Regions from separate parts of the Arabidopsis thaliana genome. Here region 1 is linked to region 2. Evidence: chromatin contacts called from public ChIA-PET data. All regions are on one chromosome and are shown on one strand. The core of a region is the stretch at or near the end of the contact, and the rest is flanking DNA. Distances in the headings are between cores, read along the strand shown.

Region 1 (7,743 bases), core at 1,203-3,702, 34 kb after region 2:
AATGAGGGACTATGTAAGATGCAGCGACAACACAGGATATATAAAACAAAGAATACCTAAACTGTAACCTACCTTATTCTCAAAAAATTTGCTGGAATTTGAGGTAAAGAAGTTCCTCCTTCCCTGTAACCAGTAAGCCCTTGTCAATATACCAAGAGAAGAGAAACAAAATGAAGAAAGAGAGAAAGATCATGAAAGGAAATAGTTTCAGATATGAGAGCAAAAATCTCACTGATCATTGGACGCCACAAGTGAGAACCAAACGGGACCATTTCTCCTCTCCTGTTTTGCACTTGACTCATCTGGTTGTGGCAAATTCCTTGAATCGCCTAAAGTGGTGGCAGACCTTTTGCGTTGAGTTGTACGCATTCTTTTAGGAGTAACAGTTTCTGATGTTGTAGGATCACCATTATTACTCTTGTCATCCTCACGTTTACATTTTCTCTTTTTATTCTTAGTTTTGGTTTTACTCCCTTGAAATTGATTGCGAGATACATTCGCGTGCTCAGATTTTGAACCTGACCCTTGAGAAGCAGAAGACTTCAAGGGCTTTGTCCCATTTGCCACTTCAACCAGAAAGTTCAAAGGTTTCCAATCCATTTTGGAATCCCAGGGTTCATCACCATCCTTGTTTTCTTTATTGGAGATGGACTCTTTACATGACTGCAAAAAACAAAATAACTCAAATGAATGTGAGACCAATAACAGTATCAAATATTTTTACTGAATATTTACTTTTGAAGTGTACCAAACAAAAATAAATATGTAACCAAATCATGTCAAATATGAAGTCATTACGAGAAAATAGAGTAGTTCAGTGATCACCTTCTTTGACTGTCTTTTATTCTGAGTGAATTTGTTAAGAGTGTCGGGTGAGCTTGTGCTCTCCAGAAGCTCATCCCCAGAAGATTCTTCCTTCTTCACAGTTCTCTCAGCCAAAGAACCATTACGTAACTCTTTTCTTGTAGGTGCTTTAGTTCTTCTTCTCGTTGTTCCAGCTTGTGCTGACACCATAGGTGTGCTCACAACCAAAGAAGATATAGATCTCTCCTTCCTCTTTCCTGGTAAGGACACAATTCCAGGAGCTTTCACTTTTCTTCGTTTTAGAGCAAAGATTTTGGCCCTCAAGTCTTGCAAATTGTGGTCAGGCCTAAAACCATGCACACAAGTGGCTCCCATCAGTACAATAACGAGTAAGAAAAAGGAAAGTACAAAAGAGATCTATTTAGATTCTCCTACAACATCCTATAAATGGTCTCTCTCTCATAAAAACCATTGTGCTACGTGTATTAAATGAACAAGATTCCAGAGATTGTGTTATAGCAGTTCATTTCACCAACAAGAAAAGCAATTGGATTGAGTCCACAAATTAGATGAACAAGGAGCAAAGAAATTTAACCAAACTAAACCATATTTTGATGAGAACTGGTAGAGTCTGAAATACAGAACACGAATAGCTTACCTCAGCTTCTCCAATGGGGTGCTACCGAGGTCGATATTGCATACGGGACAAGTCTCTATCTCATCCTCCGTGATCTTCTCATAGATGCATTTCCTACAAACTGCGTACGAAAGTAATCTAAAAAGTTATTCCATTCCAGTAGATAGCAACTAACAACATGACTTATAATAAATGTGAGCAAATTTCATACTTGGTATAAGAAAAAACTCAAATTGAATTGCATACAAGTAAGAAGCTGAAACCCACAAGGAAACTATACATGAAAATGCTGAATCAACTATCACTAGAAAGACGAAGAAGGAGAGATTGAAGCAGTCAAAATTGCATATTCTTTTTGGTCAACAAAAACTATTCATTGACCCACTTTTCAATTGTATCGATTATAGGACGAGACGAAGAAGACAGAGCTATAATATAATCATCCAAATTGAGAAGAAATCAAAGCCAATGTCAGCGAATTTCGAAACATTTGGTGGGTTAAAAAGAGGAACTGACATGTGTGGAGGCACTCGGAGATAGTGGTGGCGTCACGGAGGATATTGTCGCAGATAGAGCAGCTTAAGCATGCCCTCATCGTCTCCTTCTTCACCTTAATCATCATCTTTCTCTTTATCTGTTGGGCTTAATCACTCACAACGTGCTATCCCCAAAACTGCATGTGGACGAAAACGGCGAAGAAGTGTCGTTTCTTTCGCTCGGTCGCTGGTGATCTGAAGAATAAATGTTATGGTGCGAGAGAGATGGAAGAAGAATTGACGTACGATTCGGACAAGAAGTGGCCGTCGTCGTCTATTAAAATTTAAGAGACGCGATGTGTCACTTCTTTTTATTTTATTGGAACAAGGGTTTCTCTTTTTATCTTTGTGTTCTGTCTTAAGAGCTCTCTCGTCGACAAGAAAACGAGCGCTCAAAGACGTTTTTTTTTGGGTCAAAATCTTTGTGTTACTTTAATTAGGAAAACTAGGTCAAACATTCTTTATTTTGGTTAATCTAATTAGGAAAGAAGAGTTTTGTAAAAAAAAAAAGTTGAACGACATAAATTTCTTTTCAACTTTTTGGGTGAGAAATTGTTATTTGCTATCCTAATATTTTGAAAAGTAAATGATGGTGAACTCTTCATATTATAATCAGATGATGGTAAAAATGATTTGTATAACTATAATAATGGATTTCGTTTACATTAATCAATGAATATGGAACATTCGAATCAACGACCAAATGTAACGATTCGTCATTCGTATAATGGGGTACGAGATAACATCAGATAAGAGGTTTTGTTCCAAAGGGCCTGTAGAAGGCTTATGTACCCATTCGCTAATCGAAGCATGAAGGCTAATAAGGTTTCAAACTTTCAATATTGACACCTCGATTTTTAGTAGCATACAGATGAATGGTGATTAGGAAAAACAGAGAAATTTTCATATGTACGTATGTAGTTTTATGTGTCCTATGCTGATTAGTGTTTTAACCGACGTCAAAGTTAAGATTTTCGGCAACAATTTGATGATACACTAGCTAGCGATTTTGATCATTCAAAGCTTTGCGCATATTAAGTATCTTTATATGATACTGTCATGATTTATTAAACCGAGTGTTATGTACTCCATAATCTACCTCCACCATTTTACACATAATAAATGAAAAGACCCGTCGTTCCAATAGCGAATTAAGCAAATTGCCAACAACTTCATTAAATAAAGAAAAAACCCAAAATGTAATCTTACTTGGCTCAAAAAAAAAAAAGCATCCATAGTCAACGTTAACACCCATTTGACTTAGTTAAACATTTTTCGTTAACCAGTTAACATTTTTGTTGAAAAATAATGAACAGAATCGGCAAAAGTCATTTTTCGTTACAATTCTATTTATGCCATAATTTTTTTTGGCCGACATGCTAGATATCTTTTTCATAATAATAGGCTAATCATCCATTGATATGAGACTGAAGTTCCTTTCTTGTCTTCTAAGAGGAGGGAGGAAAAACTTTATCCACGTGTCTTCGTCTGACTGGTGATTGATAAAATTTGCAAAGAAGACTGATCACATTAAATTACTTACAGCTTCATCAACGGCATAATCACATGTCTTCACATGTACACCTGCCCGCACCTGATCCGCATCACTGCTTCCTTTCACCCTAATAACATTTGACATGTCAACACGAACACCCAAAAAACTATATACTATAAAGTTATAAACAAATTAATTCGTTCGACCAATAACATTAATTTAATTTTATAGAGACCTAACACAAATTAAACAATGATTATTTCTGTTAATTAAATATATATAAGTGAGCACAATCCCCCGATGATGCATGAAGAAGCTCTGAATCTAAAACTCCTCTCTCCGACCCCAAATCCAGAAATTCAAGCGAGGAATAGAATCTCCCACTAGAGAAAAGCAATCCCAGAAACCCTAAGTTCTTCACGTTTCGTTCTTTTGCTTGTTGATCAAGCAGGATATCTCCGAGATTTGTGAGTCTCTTGCTACTTCTTCCTGGAGAACGATTCAGGGTTTGATGTGATAAGAATAGTCATCGAGGAAGATAGATTTGGGGATTTTTTTTTATTTGTAGATTCATGAAACAAATTCGTCGATGGCAGAGGATTTTGATCCTCGCTCTGCTATCGATATCTGTATTCGCTCCGCTTATTTTCGTATCGAATCGGCTTAAGAGCATCACTCCCGTTGGTCAGTTTCGTCTCCTCTCCTTCTTATTTTCATTTCATTGTACTTGACGATCGTGTGGAAATGCTTGATTGCTTTGATTTTAGATTGATTCACATGAAATTCGCTTGCTTTTGTTAGAAGTTGTCTTGGTCTTGGGATTTTTTCATCTGACATTTGTTTTGATTTTCCATTGCCGATTGTCTTCTTGCAGGTCGTAGAGAATTTATTGAAGAGTTATCCAAAATTGTATGTGTTCCTTAGTCTTCAATCTCTGGATTCATCTGTTTTCAGCATGCTGTTGATTTTGTGCCAAGTTTTCAGATCTCAGTCTTGTTTTATCATTCTCTTTATGCTTTATATTTCTCGAGCAATACACTGTTGTTGACATGCTACCATTATTCTGCAGAGATTCACGACAAATGACCTTAGACTTAGCGCTATTGAACATGTAAGTTGGAAGTTACAGGTTCCTCTAGGTCATCTCCTTAAAACCTTTTGACCATGCGTTTTGTTGAAGTTTTTTCTCTCTGTGATTTAGGAGGATGGAGAAGGCTTGAAGGGGCCAAGGCTCATTCTCTTCAAGGATGGGGAGTTTAATTCGTCTGCTGAAAGTGATGGTGGTGGGATCATATTTTCAATCTTGCTTTGATTTGCTCTGATGTCATTAACTCCTCAGATTTTTTATCTGTCGTAATCATGGGTTGTAGGTAATACTTACAAAAACAGGGAAGAACAAGTGATTGTTTCACAGAAGATGACAGTTAGCTCTGATGAAAAGGTGTGTATATATAAATACAACTGATTTGAAGATAACATGAACTTGATCAGTCCAGCTGATATAAAGTAACATGAACTTGATGATTGCTCAGGGTATGGAATAACTCCGATATTGAATCCTAGAATCAGATTACAAGTCATTGCGGTCCATGTTGATTAGTTTATCTAAGGAATAGAAAAGCCAAGTTTCACTTTCCATCAAATTATTAGATGTTTCATGATTACAATTTATTGGGTTTTTTTTGTGTCAGGGTCAAATTCTACCAACAGTCAACCAACTTGCTAATAAAACGGATTTCAAGCCCCCTTTATCTAAGGGTGAAAAGAACACAAGGGTTCAGCCCGACAGAGCAACAGATGTGAAAACGAAGGAGATCAGAGACAAAATTATTCAAGCTAAAGCCTACCTGAATTTCGCTCCACCTGGAAGTAACTCTCAAGTTGTGAAGGAGTTGAGAGGTCGGCTGAAAGAGCTGGAACGGTCTGTTGGTGATGCAACAAAGGACAAGGACTTATCAAAGGGGTAAGCACAACTGCTTGATTCAAAAGGAGAACATACCATAATTGCATTCAGAAATTTGCTGTTACAACTACAACCTTTTAGTGCCAAAAGTCGTGCTGTTTAAGAATATTATTTTAGTAACCTCTGACATGATTGTTTCTTTCAGCGCTCTCCGCAGGGTGAAGCCCATGGAAAATGTGTTATATAAGGCTAGTCGTGTCTTTAACAATTGCCCTGCCATCGCTACCAAACTCCGTGCCATGAATTATAACACAGAAGAACAAGTTCAGGCGCAGAAAAATCAAGCAGCGTATCTAATGCAGCTTGCAGCAAGGACCACCCCAAAAGGGCTTCACTGTCTCTCAATGCGGCTGACATCAGAATACTTTTCACTGGATCCTGAAAAAAGGCAGATGCCTAACCAGCAAAATTATTTTGACGCTAATTTCAATCATTATGTTGTCTTCTCTGACAATGTTTTGGCTTCTTCAGTCGTTGTTAACTCTACGATATCTTCATCAAAGGTATCATGCATTTCTTATACAAATTTCTACTTGGTTATCATTATATGTTATACCTAATTTTAGAGTGTCTTACACTATATCTTCTCATTTACTTCCGCCACTTATTAATGTGGCTTCTGATTGCTGTTTGCAGGAGCCAGAAAGAATAGTCTTCCATGTCGTGACTGATTCACTTAATTACCCAGCAATCTCAATGTGGTTTCTGCTAAACATTCAAAGTAAAGCTACTATCCAAATCCTAAACATTGATGATATGGATGTCCTGCCTAGAGATTATGATCAATTACTGATGAAGCAAAACTCTAATGACCCAAGATTCATTTCTACACTCAATCACGCACGCTTCTATCTCCCGGATATATTCCCGGGTTTGAACAAGATGGTACTCTTGGACCATGATGTAGTTGTTCAAAGAGATTTAAGTAGACTGTGGAGCATTGATATGAAAGGAAAGGTGGTTGGAGCTGTAGAGACTTGTCTTGAAGGTGAATCTTCATTTCGATCAATGAGCACATTTATTAATTTCTCAGACACATGGGTCGCTGGGAAATTTAGTCCTAGAGCTTGCACATGGGCTTTCGGGATGAATCTAATTGATCTCGAAGAATGGAGAATACGGAAGTTGACTTCTACATACATAAAATACTTCAACCTGGTACGCTATATACACACACACACTCTACTGCACTTGCTCTCCCTATGGAAATAACACTGTAGCCATATTCAAAGTTTTCAAATGGGTTCTTAGATTTGTTGATTCGTCATTATATATGAAAAAGATTGTAATAATTATTAGGTTTTAGGTTGGCTATATCGAGGATGAAAGGTTTTGAATTTAGAACACAAATAACATTGCTGTAACTAGCAAAGAACATAAGCAAGCTAGTGCTAAAGATCATCTCCTAGAAGAAGAATGGTTACAAGCAACAACATATCTTGTCTATGTAATGGGCGTAAACCTAACAATGGTTTTGGGGAATTTGTTTTTTTGGCAGGGAACAAAGAGACCATTGTGGAAAGCTGGGAGCTTACCAATAGGTTGGTTGACTTTCTATAGGCAAACATTAGCATTGGACAAGAGATGGCATGTGATGGGGTTAGGTCGCGAATCAGGAGTCAAAGCGGTTGACATCGAACAAGCGGCAGTTATACACTACGATGGGGTCATGAAGCCGTGGTTGGACATTGGAAAAGAGAATTACAAACGTTACTGGAACATACACGTCCCTTACCATCACACCTACTTGCAACAGTGCAATCTTCAAGCTTGATACGAAAAAAAAAAAAAAAAAATCTGGCAACTTAGGTTCAGTTTCAGATTCTTTTTGTTAAACAAGCTACTCAAGCATGATATCAATGTTATGATTAGCTTCATTCTTTATCCCACATCAGTGTATATCTTGGTTCTTCTTTTTTCACACTTTTCATCAGAGCTTAATATTACTTAGACTATAGTGACAGGCTGACAGCAACAGATTGTTGTCATACCTTGGACTTGGCCCAATTTCCTTTTTTGGCCCACCGGTATGAATAAAAAGAGTGCGGTTTTCAGTTCGGTTCGGTTTATAAGCGTAACGATGACAAACCGATCGGTTTGTTTTAATTCTTGACTTTAATAACTAAACCCTAAATCGTTCTTCTTCTTCCGCATCTTCCTCACTCGATTAGTAGGTTCTCTCTTCTTCCAATCTATTCCCAACTTCTCACTTTTCCGTCTAATCGTTGTCTTCATCACCATCTCTCCGAGTTCCCTTCGAGACCATCTTATCTTCAATGGTTTAGGTATTGCCCGATTTTAGATAGTT
Region 2 (7,686 bases), core at 1,702-4,201:
CTTCTATAATATCAATATGTTCAGGTTAAGATGCTGGATCCGAATTGCAACGTAAATGATTTCCTTCAGAAATTGATGGACCCGCCTGTTGCTCAAAGTATTGAAAATGCATTAATCATCCTTAAAGATATTGGAGCTTTGACTCCTGAAGAAGAGCTGACTGAACTTGGACAGAAATTTGGTCAGCTTCCAGTTCATCCTCGGATTAGCAAGATGATTTATTTCGCCATATTAGTGAACTGTTTGGATCCAGCACTTATTCTGGCATGTGCAGCTGACGAGAAGGATCCGTTTACCATGCCCTTGTCGCCAGGTGATAGAAAAAAGGCTGCTGCCGCAAAACATGAACTTGCATCGCTTTATGGAGACCACAGTGATCATCTTGCCACTGTCGCGGCTTTTCAGTGCTGGAAAAATGCAAAAGCAAGTGGTCAAGCTAAGGAGTTTTGTTCTAAGTACTTCATCTCCCAAGTTGTCATGAAGAGGCTGGATGATCTGTGTCGCAAGCTTCAGGGAGAACTTAATAGACATGGGGTCATACCTAGCAGCAGCTCAAACTGTAGCCTGAATGCTCATGATCCGGGTATTCTCCGTGCTGTTATAGCAGTTGGATTGTACCCTATGTTGGGAAGGATGTGCCCACTTTCCAAGAATCGGACAAGGTCTGTAATAGAGACTATTGCTGGAGCCAAAGTCCGTGTGCCCTCGCTATCAAACAATGTTGACATGTCCTCTACCAAGTTTGACGAAGCTTTAATTGTTTTTGATGAGATCACTCGAGGAGATTGGGGTGTGGTGATAAGGAGCTGCACTGTTCTTCCCACTATACCTGTGTTACTGTTTTCAAGAGAGATAGCCGTTTCTACTACAGAGAGCTATGATGCTGTTAAGAGTGATGACGAGGAAGACCACAAAGTAGGAAATGTAGGAGACGCGATGGACATAGATAAAGAAGTTGGTAGGCCTGGAGAGAAAATAATGCTTGGGCCGGAAAATTCAGTAAAAGTAGTAGTGGATCGGTGGCTGCCTTTCAAGGTTACAGCTTTTGAAATTGCTCAAATGTACATCTTGAGAGAGAGACTAATGGCGTCCATTTTGTTCAAGGTACATGAGTTATCACTACGATTTAAGATTTTCATTATTTTATTTTGGCAATGTCATCCTTTTCAACCTTCCATATGCATTTGTAGGTTAAACATCCAAAGGAAAATTTGCCGCCTCATCTCGGTGCTTCTATGTATGCAATAGCTTCTGTTCTCTCATATGATAGCCTCGCACAATCTTCAGTTCAAACTGTAGCTGTGCAACCTATTACTTCAGTGGTAGATGCAACGAGTCCCAGAGATGACATACCTTCCACTAACCCCAATGAGCTTCGGGAGCATGACCCGAACACTACTCCAATGGGGTCAAAGCTCGAATTAGCCAACAAGTTGGGTTTGGGTAATATGGAAGAGAGCTTGCCTTCAAATTTCGCTGATGGGAATGAGCAACCTGACCCAAACACTTCTCCAGTGGAAGATGTTTCGGCGGCTACAAAACAAAAGAAGATGCAGTCAGAGTCCAAAAGGTGCAAGTCGCTCAACAACGTGGATTTGGGGAACATTGAAGAGAATTTCGGGAACATGGAAGAGAACCCACCTTCTGATCTGGCTATTGGGAATGAGCAAACATTGCCGAAGTTAGCTAGCAACTTGGACATGGGGAACATGGAAGAGAACACGCCTTCTGATCTGGCCAATGGGAATGAGAAAACAGAGCCTAACTCAGCCAACAGCATGGATTTAGGGAACATGGAAGAGAACACGCCTTCTGATTTGGCAAATGGGAATAAGAAAAAAGAGCCTAAGTCAGTCAGCAAGTTGGATCTGGGTAGCGAGAAAGTGAGCATTCCTTCTAATCTCGTCAATGGAAATGAGCAACATGACCTAAACATTGCTCCAGGTGAAGATGCTTCAGCGGCTAAGCAACCAGAAAAGAAGCGATCCAGGTCTAAAAAGCGCAAATCAGGCAACAACCTGGATTTGGGGAAGATGGAAAAGAGCAAGCCTTCCGATCTGGCAAATGAGAATGAGCAAACAGAGCCCAAGTCAGCCAACAACTTGGATTTAGGGAATATGAAAGAGAACACGCCTTCGGATCTGGCTAATGAGAATGAGCAAACAGAGCTTAGGCTACCTAACAACTCGGATTATGGTAACATGGAAGAGAGCTTGCCTTTGAATCTTGCTAATGGGGATGAACAACCTGACCCAACCACTGCTCCAATGGAAGCTGCTAAGCAACCAAAAAAGAAGCGATCAAGGTCCAAAAAGTGCAAATCAGTCAACAACCTGGACTTGGGGAACATGGAAGAAAACAAGCCTTCTGATCTGGCAAACGGAAATGAGCAAAAAGATCCTGAGTCAGTCAACAGGTTGGATCCGGGTAAGGAGAAAGAGAGCATTCCTTCGAATCTTGTCAGTGGGAATGAGCAACCTGACTCAAACACTGCTCCAGCTAAGAAACCAAAAAAGAAAAAGCGCAAATTAGCTAACAACTTTGATTCGGTTAACAATATGGAAGAGAAAATGCCTTCCACTAATGTATTGAGCCAGGGAAACAAGTCAGGTTTGATTGAGGAAAAACCGAGCATACCTTCCGATCAATGAGCAGTGTGGCTCAAATACTGCACCAACCTAAGCAAAACCGAAAGAAGAAGGGAAGTATGATGCCCATTCCACTTTGGTGTTTTAATGAGCATTTCGGTGTTTGTCATGAAACCAAGTTTTGAAATGGCACTTGTCTACATAAGTGTAACAGATTCTTAATTTCAACAATTTTGTTAGATAATTTGTATTCATTCTCACTTAGTGCTTCCGTTGTTCTATCGTTATAAACGTTTTAAGATATACGCATGTAACTGAAAGAAGAAAAGCCATTATTGATCCAGTACTGTAGTGTCTTAGTGTGAGCAGAAAAAAGATTTGATCATGGAATGGCTTTAGAGTAAAATACTAAAATAGATGGAATCGAAGGCTTATGAATCTGACGTGGAACAAGAAGAAAGCGTATCTGCCACGTGGCACAATACAACACCTCAACAGCCTTATCTGGACATCAACAGAGAGATCCTCCAATATCCGAAACCAACCAATCAGCTTCACTCTTGGTTTCACCTCCATACATTAACACACCAACAATCCTCAAAAAACACTTTCATAACTTAATCACACACAAGGAGAGAAGAGAGAAAGAGAGAAAGAGAGACAGAGATAATGGCGTACAGTGCGTGTTTCCTACACCAGAGCGCATTGGCTTCATCAGCCGCACGATCATCATCTTCCTCCTCATCCCAGCGTCACGTGTCGCTCTCCAAACCTGTTCAGATCATCTGTAAAGCTCAACAGTCTCATGAAGACGATAACTCCGCCGTCTCCCGCCGTCTTGCTCTCACTCTCCTCGTCGGCGCCGCTGCTGTTGGTTCCAAAGTATCTCCTGCTGATGCCGCCTACGGTGAAGCTGGTGCGTTTATAAAATAAAATAACCTTGGATCATTTCATTTTCTTGAAGAAGAATCTTGAAGAACATATTGTGTTTTTTTCATCCTATTTTTATTTTTTGGTTTGTTGCAGCAAACGTGTTTGGGAAGCCAAAGACGAACACAGACTTCTTGCCATACAATGGAGATGGGTTCAAAGTGCAGGTTCCAGCAAAATGGAACCCAAGCAAAGAGATTGAGTATCCAGGACAAGTCCTTAGGTTCGAAGACAACTTCGATGCTACTAGCAATCTCAATGTCATGGTCACTCCTACCGACAAGAAGTCCATCACTGATTACGGTTCTCCCGAAGAGTTCCTCTCTCAGGTCTTTGCTTTACTCCATCATCTGTAAAGGTATTGATGTTACAAAATCTAATGAAGTGTGAGACTGAGTGGTGATTTGGGCTTTATGCAGGTTAATTACCTCCTAGGGAAACAAGCTTACTTCGGTGAGACTGCCTCTGAGGTAAACTTCCCATTGTTATTTGTTATAAGTAAACCAGAAGCTGATAGAATAGAATAAGAGAATCAAACACTAAAGAGAGAACACATTGTCTCCCTCGTTGTTAACTGATAAAACAAAACTCAAAAGCTTTTTTAACTGATAACCTTCAAAGACCTCTCTAGTAGTCGATGATTATTACAAGAAAGATTCTTACCTTAGGTGGAGTGAGTTATCAAGTTCTAACTCTGTGTGTGTGTGAATCTGATGTTCTTACAGGGAGGCTTTGACAACAATGCAGTGGCAACAGCAAACATTCTGGAGTCATCATCTCAGGAAGTTGGTGGGAAACCCTACTATTACTTGTCTGTGTTGACAAGAACGGCTGATGGAGACGAAGGTGGGAAGCATCAGCTGATCACAGCAACCGTGAATGGAGGGAAGCTTTACATCTGCAAAGCACAAGCTGGAGACAAGAGGTGGTTCAAGGGAGCCAGGAAATTTGTCGAGAGCGCAGCCACTTCTTTCAGTGTTGCTTGAGTGAAAGCAACACAACGTAACAATGCTCTGCTTGCTTTCTTCATTTGTCTCTTGTAAAAAATGGAAAATGAAACTGAGCTTTTGAGAACTATCAAGATGATGTTACCTTTTCGGCATCACTTGTGTACCTATGATAACAGACTCGTTTTCCAAGTTTTCTTAAAAAACAACTATATTCAATAGATATTTTCTCAAATTAATAAGATATTGACTCAGAAAGAAGCTATAGACTAAATCTAAATCCTTGAAAGCACAAAGATAGTGAGAAGAAAGCCTGCTTGAAGCTGATATGAAAAGAGGTAAGCATCAAATGGTTCTTCTAGTCAACAGAAAGGTTAAAACGCAGATGAATTTTGACGTCTGACTCTAACTAGATCTATTGAAGCATATGCCAAAGGCCCTCCTCTTTCTTTTTGGCTACTGTAAAGTTCTCAAAGAGGCAAAAAGATTTTATTTGCATATGTATTACAACACTTTACCATCATCTATATACTACTTTTAGTTCATATTGTAACTTTTGAGCTTTACAAATGCTACAAACAGAGTGTTAAGAGTTCAGAGATACTCAACAGGGAAACCAACGACGGGTTTTATCTCAGAGGCCAGGGACCGTAGCTCACTCACTTCATTGTCTGTCAGACTCCAACCTATCGCTCCAGCAAACTCTTTGGCTTGTTCTGCGTTCTTGGCTCCTGGGATGGGTATCACGTTCCCTTGTGCCACCAACCAGTTCAATGCTATCTGCACAGCACAACACAACAAAACAAGAAGGCATATGATTTGATGCAAAATCGAGGGTGTACACTTGGATAGCTTAATATGGATCACACAATTACTCTTTTGTATTTTTCTTAACGTTTTTGGACAGGGAAAAAGAAAAACAGAGTGCATAAGGAAAAGGGAAAGAACCTGTGTGGGAGTTTTGCTGTAGTTTTCCCCAATTTGTTTGATTCTATTCAACAGGGGTTGAAGCTGTAACGTCACAAGTCAAAGTTAGTGAAGAAACCTGGCACTATTATGCTACCTTTTGATAATTTCTGTATAGGTACATTGATTGGTGTTGTGTTTTGTATAAAAGTGTATACTTTGTCTCAAAACAGAACTTACTAAGAAAAAAGCAGGATTAGAGGAGAAAATCGACAGGTTTATAACAGTGAGATATACAAGTTATCAAAATCCAAAAATCTGTTTCTTAGAAGACTCGAGGGTTATTCAGATGTAACTATGGTTTTGCAGACATACACGCCTGTGTTAAATAACTTAGATATATGCAGCGAAAGCTATTACCTTTGTTAAGAACTCACGCGTATAAATGCGACCCCGAGGACCTGAGGGTGGGTTCTCTGGGGTGTATTTACCAGTTAGAGCACCTGGAAAAAAGACAAAAGAGCAAATAACGGAAAATGTATGTGTTCATTAGCCAGGTTGTTTTGCGTCAATACTATAAGAGCCTGATGCAACTTTTCTAGAGAACGATAGACATGAACACAACGCAAAGGAGATAAAGGCAGATTACCTTGAGCGATGGGGGAATATGCAATTAAAGTAACTCCAAGCTCATCACAAGCAGCCTTAACACCAGTCTGCTCTGGAGCTCTGTATATCAGACTGTAGTTGACTTGATTTGAGGCCAGAGGAATTCCTCTCTTTTTGAGTCTTTCATAAGCATCACGAAGCCGCTTCTCTGAAAAATCGCACAACAGTAAGTATAATGAATTTGAAAGTTCATAAGATATGCATCCGTGAGAAGGAAAAAACAGATTGAAATGATACCGCTGTAGTTAGAAACACCAACAGCCTTGACAAGTCCTTGTTCAACAGCATCCCCAAGACCATCAAGATATCCTAAAAACATAACTCACAATGTCAATGGATTTGATATAATCACCAAAAGTGACACGAACTCTAGTTAAAAGTAGATTCAGTGCTGCTCTTAAGAAAAAACCTTCATTTCCCCATAGTCCTGGCCTGAAATATAATTAAGAAAATAGTGAGATTGTTACCTTCTAGTGTTGTTTACTCCAACATGAATTAGGGGTGCATACCAATGCAGTTGATAGAGATCAACAGATGAAAGCTCAAGCCGGGAAAGGGAATCTTTAAGGGCAGTGACAACACTTTCACGACCAAATCGCCATGGCAATGCAGCAAACTTGGTTGCAACCGAAACCTCAGCTCCGGGATATCTCTCTTTTCTCTCACGGATGAATCTGTTCGAAAATCTCACCAATGACAGTCAAGAGGAATATATATGAGGATAGTGTGGCACACTGTTATATGTTTTCGAAACAAATTACCTTCCTAAAAGAGTTTCAGAGCTTATAGCACCCAGGGAAAACTATAAAAGATGGAGATTTCCAAATTAGTTTCAGAATAAACCAATTTACGAAGAGTGATCAGCTTTCTTACGCTTACCTTGGAACCATAAACTTCTGCGGTATCGAAAAAATCAATACCGTTGTCAAGACTGGTGTCGAAAGCACCTTTAGCCGCCTTCAATTTTCTGTCTACCATCACAGAGAATAAAAAAAAAGAGATTAACTTTTAATTCATTTCAATACTTTTGTTTCACAAAATGTATAAAATTGAGAATCGAAATTAAGAGAACTGACCATCCCACTGGAAATCATTCCAATAGCTGTTATCACCCCAAGACCAGACTCCGATCCCAAGCTTCGTCACTTTCAAATCCGAGCCACCCAATTTCACTTTTGATTCTTCCGAAATCGCCGGAGCCACGGAATCTCCGGAGGCTACAGCTCTGACCAGCTTCCGGACGAAACTTCTTCTTCCATGAGAGCCTTCGGAAACAACATAGTTGAAAGGGAAGGTGAAGTGCGTAGCCATGGCCATGCTGATTTGTTTTTGGGTTTTGAAATTGGAAAAGGAGGAGGAGAAGCCAAGAAGAAGAAGAAGAAGAAGAGGTTTGGGCACTGCGAGAGGTGAGAGACTGTGGATATGGACACGTATGTTGTTGGCGGGCCAAACAATTCTTTAATGAATAACCGGTGAAATTCAAAAACAAAAAAACAAAACTGACATTGGTTTTCTCTTGGGCTTGGTTGGGCCTTTGTTTATTTACTTTTCAGTTGGGCCTTTTAGCTTTGTTATGCTGCTTGTTTCTTTTTTTTTTTTTTTTTTTTTTTTCATAAATAAGAGACGACAAAAAGAAGAAGAAGGTA

The links. ChIA-PET counts read pairs in DNA pulled down with a chosen protein or histone mark.
Region 1: an H3K4me3 ChIA-PET map of shoot shows a contact between it and region 2, with 12 read pairs. The contact joins the promoter of DRIP1 here to the promoter of PSBP-1 in region 2. A contact is called at or near these places in 2 of 26 Hi-C or Micro-C datasets (root and vegetative nucleus), 1 of 2 datasets of contacts at active chromatin or transcription factors (shoot) and 1 of 3 other capture datasets (seedling).

The regions. Positions count from the first base shown.
Region 1 is chr1:2,079,645-2,087,387 of TAIR10.1, forward strand. DRIP1 (DREB2A-interacting protein 1) reads right to left here and starts at 2,453. Exons shown (of 7, transcript NM_100554.5): 1 at 1,958-2,453; 2 at 1,463-1,562; 3 at 826-1,150; 4 at 233-663; 5 at 73-123. The coding sequence starts at 2,063. It overlaps GAUT6 (galacturonosyltransferase 6), which reads left to right and starts at 3,667. Exons shown (of 9, transcript NM_001197996.1): 1 at 3,667-4,195; 2 at 4,347-4,381; 3 at 4,542-4,583; 4 at 4,674-4,755; 5 at 4,843-4,913; 6 at 5,164-5,435; 7 at 5,581-5,938; 8 at 6,072-6,593; 9 at 6,934-7,487. The coding sequence starts at 4,045. The coding sequence ends at 7,209. AT1G06790 (RNA polymerase Rpb7 N-terminal domain-containing protein) reads left to right here and starts at 7,588. Exons shown (of 7, transcript NM_202047.1): 1 at 7,588-7,720.
Region 2 is chr1:2,044,683-2,052,368 of TAIR10.1, forward strand. PSBP-1 (photosystem II subunit P-1) reads left to right here and starts at 2,952. Exons shown (of 4, transcript NM_100545.7): 1 at 2,952-3,504; 2 at 3,615-3,847; 3 at 3,938-3,988; 4 at 4,244-4,757. The coding sequence starts at 3,258. The coding sequence ends at 4,504. NIH (nuclear DEIH-boxhelicase) reads left to right here. Exons shown (of 14, transcript NM_100544.3): 13 at 25-1,104; 14 at 1,191-2,973. The coding sequence ends at 2,651. It overlaps AT1G06690 (NAD(P)-linked oxidoreductase superfamily protein), which reads right to left and starts at 7,488. Exons shown (of 10, transcript NM_100546.4): 1 at 7,117-7,488; 2 at 6,920-7,011; 3 at 6,802-6,842; 4 at 6,550-6,714; 5 at 6,450-6,472; 6 at 6,278-6,349; 7 at 6,021-6,188; 8 at 5,792-5,874; 9 at 5,414-5,476; 10 at 4,718-5,245. The coding sequence starts at 7,357. The coding sequence ends at 5,060.